2 separate regions of the Mus musculus genome follow, and region 1 is linked to region 2. A link is a contact called in public HiChIP or PLAC-seq data. All regions are on one chromosome and are shown on one strand. The core of a region is the stretch at or near the end of the contact, and the rest is flanking DNA. Distances in the headings are between cores, read along the strand shown. Region 1 holds the start of Hes6 (hairy and enhancer of split 6). Region 2 holds the start of Ramp1 (receptor (calcitonin) activity modifying protein 1).

Evidence for each region. HiChIP or PLAC-seq counts read pairs in DNA pulled down with a chosen protein or histone mark.
Region 1: a contact with region 2 is called in an HNF4G HiChIP or PLAC-seq map of pancreatic cancer cells. The contact joins the promoter of Hes6 here to the promoter of Ramp1 in region 2. A contact is called at or near these places in 5 of 39 promoter capture datasets (the 3T3-L1 cell line, the C10 cell line, the HPC-7 cell line and 2 more), 3 of 484 Hi-C or Micro-C datasets (CD4 T cells, CD8 T cells and the HL-1 cell line), 6 of 115 datasets of contacts at active chromatin or transcription factors (the HPC-7 cell line, double positive thymocytes, memory CD8 T cells and 3 more) and 2 of 9 other capture datasets (liver and pancreatic islet).

The regions. Positions count from the first base shown.
Region 1 is chr1:91,411,818-91,415,070 of GRCm38.p6, reverse strand. Hes6 (hairy and enhancer of split 6) reads left to right here and starts at 1,849. Exons shown (of 4, transcript NM_019479.3): 1 at 1,849-2,014; 2 at 2,092-2,178; 3 at 2,269-2,350; 4 at 2,589-3,253. The coding sequence starts at 1,934. The coding sequence ends at 3,013.
Region 2 is chr1:91,177,899-91,181,321 of GRCm38.p6, reverse strand. It overlaps Ramp1 (receptor (calcitonin) activity modifying protein 1), which reads right to left and starts at 1,500. Exons shown (of 3, transcript NM_016894.3): 1 at 1,182-1,500. The coding sequence starts at 1,233.

The sequences.
Region 1 (3,253 bases), core at 600-3,099, 230 kb before region 2:
AAAGGAAATTCTTGGGGTCTCCTGGGCAGATTGCCCACAAAGCCCTTGGAAGTCTGCAGGCCTACAGCTGCCTTTGTCCCTCTGGGGATTTACAGCCTGTTAATTTCTGCTGCTAACTAGTCACCCTGTGGCCATCATGGCCTTGCCTAGCCTCTGGGGTTCTCTGTTCCTGCCTGGGGGGGGGGGGGGGGATTAAAAGGCCCTACTACTAAGGAAATCTGCATGCAGGCAAACTTTGAAGGTAGGGTATGGTTCAGGGGACAAATGGCAGGAACTAGTAGTTTAACTGAGGGAGGTGAACAGGAGAAGGGTTTCCTGAGCCTGAGATGGGGTGAGTAGTCACGCTGCTGGGACCAATGGAGTCTAAGCCACTTGGCTAATGGAGTCACTAAAATAAAATAAATTGATGCCTGCTTGTACTTTCCCTTCCTCAAAGGTCTTCCAGCCAGGCTGACTGAAGCACCAGTTACCAAGACCTCAACGGTGCCCAGGCAGGCAGCCACTGAAGTGCTTAGTGGTGTCCAGGCCTAAGGATGGAGTATGTAAAGGCTGATTAGGAGCTGGCTCCTTGTCCTGGCTCTAAAGCAGCAGCCGAAATCCAAGAACGCTGGAGCAGAGCCAGGGGTTCCGAGGGGGCGCGCGCGCGCGCACACACACACACACACACACACACACACACACACACACCCCTCCCGCGGCGAGGCAGGGCCGGCAGATGGACCGCCGACGACGCGGGGCTTGGGCGTCTGGCCGACACAGGCGTGCCTGTTGCAGCCTGCAGGACAAAGCCAGCTAGACAAAGGCGCGGCCAACACCTGTCGCTCCTGGCCGGCCTGCCGCTTTTCTCTGCGGAAGCGGCTGCAGCTGCCAACTGTCACGGGCATCAAGTTACTGGGGCCAGACAGCAGCCTCGGCCTGCAGGAACCAAGAATAGAAGGGGGAGGAGCTGAGAGGGACTGGGGGTAGTGGGGATGGGGGACTCTAAGGGGACTCGCGGGGAAGGGAGGTGAGCGTGGAGAGGGGTTGGGGAACAGGGATGTGTGAGACCACCGCAAAGAGGATGCGGAGGAACTAGAGGGAAATGAGAGGCGCTTAGGCGGGTACGGGGTGATGAACAAGGAAGGAGAAGCTTGACTGGGGGCAGTTGGGGTGGGGTTAAAATAGACAAGGTAGTGGTTGGGTAAGTGACTTAGAGCACAGAGAAATAGAGATTTAGTAAGAACGACCGCGGACCTTGGAGTAAGAAGGTTATAGGTGTCTTAATGGGTCCAAAAGGACACACAAGGGTCCTGTTCCTGCTGCTAAATTGGCTCGTACTTTCCCCGGACTTTGCACTCTCGCCACCGGTGACCCGAAGCCCCTTCCAGGTCCCGAGGTCACGGACTTGACTTTGGCACTGCCCTGTCTGAAGTCAGCTCTGGGACTGGAGCGCTATTCTCGAGAGCACTTTTGGTGAACCAAGGGAAGCAAATGCCCTGTAGGAATGGATGGGTGAAGAGGTGGGTGGAAGGGCGGCATGGATAGATATACGGACCGAAGGATGTATAGCTAAGTCCGAGCTTACAGGCAGGCAGGTCTGGCCTCATAACTCAGCGAAAGGAAGTACAAGCACACCAGCAAGAGAGAAGCCGGAGGTCACTGCCCAGGAGTCCTGCCCGGCCTAAGTGGCAGGAGGTCTGGCTGTGGGCTCCGCCCCGCCAGCTGCCAGAGACCCGCGGGGCCTGACAAAGCGCGCCGCTCTCATTGGCTACAGGCTGCCTCACGGCTGGCCTCTCCGACCACGCACAGCCAATCGGTGCATTGACATGTAAATAAGTTGCTATAAAATGGGCGGGGTCCCGCGGGCCGGAAGACTCCGGAGAGCTAGTGGGGCCTCCGGGCTGCGACCCACCTCGCTGAGTAGTTTGCACTAGGGCGCCGGGCTCCGTAGACCATGGCTCCGTCCCAGGCGCCCAGCCGGGACCGTGCAGGCCAGGAGGATGAGGACCGCTGGGAAGCACGGGGGGACCGCAAGGTGCGGACAGGGGCTACGGGTGGATGGGCTTGGGGGAGGTTGCGCGGGCCAGGGGGCTCAGTAGCCGCTTCCCACAGGCCCGGAAGCCCCTGGTGGAGAAGAAGCGACGCGCACGGATCAACGAGAGTCTTCAGGAGCTGCGGCTGCTGCTGGCCGGTACCGAGGTGCGACGGGAAAGGTGCAGGGGGGAGGGGGACCTTCAGGGTGCACCCCGAAGCGCACGGCCGGACTCAACTCCCTTCCCCTCTGCGCAGGTGCAGGCCAAGCTAGAGAACGCCGAGGTTCTGGAGCTGACCGTGAGGCGCGTGCAGGGCGCGCTGCGAGGCCGGGCGCGCGGTGAGTGGCGGCGGGGATCGAGGGCGGGGGCGCTGACCGGGCACGCCTGCCACCCAACAGCGGGACACGTCGGCTCCCGGAGCCCCGGTCCTATCCATGGCAAGGGCTTCCCCCAGAACGGGACACGCTACTGTGTCTCCTGGGTGAGCCCCGAACCCGCGGAGCGGATCGTCCGAGCCACGATAGTCACTGCTCACGGTGCGGGACGCTGCTCTCTTCTTCCCACCCTCCTGCACAGAGCGGGAGCAGCTGCAGGCTGAAGCAAGCGAGCGCTTCGCTGCTGGCTACATCCAGTGCATGCATGAGGTGCACACGTTCGTGTCCACGTGCCAAGCCATCGATGCCACTGTCTCAGCTGAACTCCTGAACCACCTGCTAGAATCCATGCCGCTGCGTGAGGGTAGCAGCTTTCAGGATCTGCTGGGGGACTCCCTAGCTGGGCTGCCTGGAGGCTCTGGGAGGAGCAGCTGGCCTCCAGGAGGGTCCCCAGAATCCCCATTGTCCAGTCCCCCAGGTCCCGGGGACGACCTGTGTTCTGACCTAGAGGAGATCCCAGAGGCTGAACTAAACCGGGTGCCTGCTGAGGGGCCGGATTTGGTGTCTACATCCTTAGGCAGCCTGACTGCAGCTCGCCGGGCTCAGAGTGTGTGGAGGCCTTGGTGACCAACACTTACCAGGGACCTGTGAATGGTGGCTGCCATCCTTAAGTTTGCTTCCTCCCTGGGTATCAGATAAGGTGGAGACAGCTCAGGATGCCCCCCAGGTATGCCCTCCCCACTCTCCAACAGATGACTTGAATGACAACCCTAATGGCCAGGCCCTGCAGGTCCCTAGCACTATTTTTTCGTGGACCCTAGAGCTCTGGATGGTGGCTGGGGGGCCAGGGGGTGCACTAAAGAAAGA
Region 2 (3,423 bases), core at 251-2,750:
AACTTAATTTATTTGCTTATTCTTAAATAAAAGGGGGTGGGGGAGGGGCCCAACCAGCTCCCTGTGCTGCTAATGTTCATCTCTTAGGAAACTGAAGCTAAAATTTCACATCAAGCCAAAAGGATCTGAACATAGCCAAAGACAGCAACATTATTATAAGGTTTTGATTTTCACGCAAGTTTAGCCAACACATATAAGGGGCAAATCCACCTTTAGATTCTATTACACAGAAACAGATTTTTAAAGTGTAGATCTGGCACTCCCTGGCAAGGATTAAAAACAGGAGAGCTCTGCCCTGCAAACGGTAGGTGTCCAGTGCTGTTCCTGCCCAGTCACCGGGGACAGGCCACACTGCCCCAAGCTGCTTCCTTGGCTATAAACAGCACTAGTGGGCAGCCTTTGCCACCACCAGAGCCTGTGCAGCAGGTGCCTCTGACCAATACCATGGGTATGGGAAAAGACCACAAGAATCATCAAGCCACAGGCCCTTCCAGGGACACTGGACCGACTCTTTGTTTGCTTTCGTTAAAATGTAGCTATGTACCTGAATTATGTCCAAGAGGTATGACAGCCCCGGGTCCTGAGAACGTTACAGACAAGGGAACTGAGATGGGCAGTTTCTTGTTAGTCACCCCTGGGCTACAGTTTCTGATCAATCTAAAACAAAATCCCAAGCAAGTCTGCCACCTCTAATATTTATTAGCCACACACGCCAACAACAACCACCCTTCACCCCTAGCCTCCCACCCTCCGTGGAAATAATAGTCTCAACCAGCAACTGTTGTAGGTGAGAGTCAGGCTTCCAGTTGTCCTTAGTGTCCGGATCCCTAAGCTGTGGCTCTGGTTGAAGACTGCACATCTGTAAGCTGCTTCTGGCTCAGGGAGCTTGCATCAGTTTGGAGAACTGAAGTGCCGACAGGGGAACCCCGCGACCCTATCCCTCCCGGAAAGCAAGCTGCCCATTGTATGATCAAAAGTTGCTGATGCCTTCGGATGGCCCGCTGGATGATGTGCCCAAGCCACCTCGTCTCCGTGGCAGCGTAAGGTGGTGCAGCGCCCCCTCCCCCGCCCCCATCACCACTCTACTGTCTTGCCCAGACCCCATGCCCTGAGTAAGGTGCGTTCAGGTGCTGCCCTCCCGGCCCCAGGTCACCACCAACGCTGCAGCCCGGGCTACTCACCCAGCAGCAGCCAGAGGCCGCACCGCGGGAGGCCCCGCAGGCCCGGGGCCATGGCAAGCAGAGCCCCACCGTCCCAGCGCCTTGCCGAGCTCTGCGCCCGCTGGAGACGCGCCGGGGGCGGGAGCTAAGGAGAGACCGCGCCCGGCCCACTGCGGCTCCCACGCCCGCGGCTGTCGAGGGCGGAAGCTGGCGGGCGGCACCTGAGGCTGGAGCGCGGCTGGGACTAGAGGGGAGCCTCCTGGAATGTCTGCAGGGCCGGATGGGCTTGGAGGGTCTCCAGGTCCCCAAACTCAGCACCTCGCTCTGACGGCTGGGTTCCTCAGCTATCCTGTGGGCTCTGCAAACACCCCGTGGTCCCATCTCCTTTTCCCCGTGGGGTGCTGGAGTGGTGTGGCCAAAACCAGCCCTGACAACCAACGTCTGTAGGACAAGAAGTGGAACCTCAGGAAAGATGGTCAGTGGGAACAAGGCTCCTTGGAGGGACAAAGGTGTGCTTGACAGCAGGTGGTGACAAGCCAGGGTAGGGTAGCAGAGTCCATGAATACCGAATTTAGGGACAAAAGGAATTGCTAGGTAAAAAGGTGAGACTTCCGTTGGGGTTGGCTACTGGCCATGACTCTACACAGGATGGACCAGTAGTGGTAAGGGAGACTTGGGTGTGTGAATATGAGCAAGAAAGGCCATGTAACACCGGCAAGCTGAGAACCCTGGGGCAGATACCCCAAGTACAGGCTAGGCCTGACCTGGAGAGTCATGGATGCAGCAGCTCAGACTAACTGAGCAGGTCTGCACTCTGCACGCTGCAGGTGAGCAGACTATCACTGGCCCCATACACTGGCAGAGACTTCACTCAGGTTTACAATACTGGTGGGTGAGCAGCGTTCCTCACAGCAAGGGGAACAAGGCTAGAGGCTGCTGCCACCTTCTGGCCAAGCGCTCAGGACCCTTAACAGCAACCTGGTATTCATCCTGAACACAGGCCAAGCCGACATTTGGGGTTCATAAACCTATGTCTTGGGGACCCCACATGTCCTAAAGTCAAGGGGACATGGGGAAGGGAACACATTCTTTTGGCTTGGCTAGCCCTTCGTTTTGAACCTTATGAAGCCCTGCCAGGAGGCCAGCCTCCTTTCATGGACAGACATGGGAGTACGGGCAAGTCATGGCTGGAAAGCAGCTGAGCCCTGCCTCATTCAGTCCTTCCTTTCATGTCTGCAGCTCAGAATCTAGGCTGTGAGGCTCCCCAGTAATTGCCCTGAGTTTCTCCCAATTCACACAGAAAGGATGCAACTCGTTGACACCCGGCCTTAGTGTGGCTGCCCTAGGACTGCAGGTTGGCATCTTCAGTCTGTGAGATTTGCTCACTTCTAACTGGTCATCAGCAGCATTGGATCCCCTCTCACATGGGCATGTGCTGACACTGCGTTAAAAGACTGTCAGAGGGAGAGAGGCATTAAGGTAGAAGTCAGCAGGTCTACTTCTGTACAACACCTTCAGTGGATACAGTTCCCATTTATACACGGAAAAGTAACCAGACCTCAGCAATTGCCACAGTAGACAGTTCAGGGAGCCCTGAGAACAAGAAATCAAGGCAGCCTGGGGCTGCCTACTAAGTTTCCAGACTTCAGCAGGATGAGGGAAGCCATAGTCCAGAAACCAATCTAAGAAACAGAGAGAACGCCTCGGGAAGACATCTGAGAGAGGCAGAGGGCAGGCTTCACACTGTACGTAAGGACACTCCCTGAAGTGCACAGCAGCAGCAGCAGAGCATGTGCACACACAGTCTGGAGCAGCCCAGCTTCCGCTACCGTAGAGGGAAACAAACTGTGCTCAGAGCAGCTGAGAGCGAGCAGGACTAGCCTTAGGCATCAGAGGAAAAGAACCGCTGCTGTCCCAGGGCAGCCTGAAGGAGCGGGACAGCAAGAAGCGAGACCACACAGCATACGGCAACACGTAACCACCACAGCCACACAGGGCTATAAAAACAAAAGGACAAAGAATACTAGAACCATGACCCCACTTTGAGGGGCCTAACTTATGCAACTGTAGTCCCGGAGGAAGAGTGTGAAAGACACCCACAGGGCTACAAACCCAAGAATATCAATAACCCCCAGATAGAAAAAGACTGATCAGGAGAACTGCTGTTGGAGTTCGTCAAAAGACCTTTACTCACAAGGACCACAGAGACCGCCGCCATCGCTGCAAAACGCATGAGGATTTTTATTGATCCAACATGTTAGGG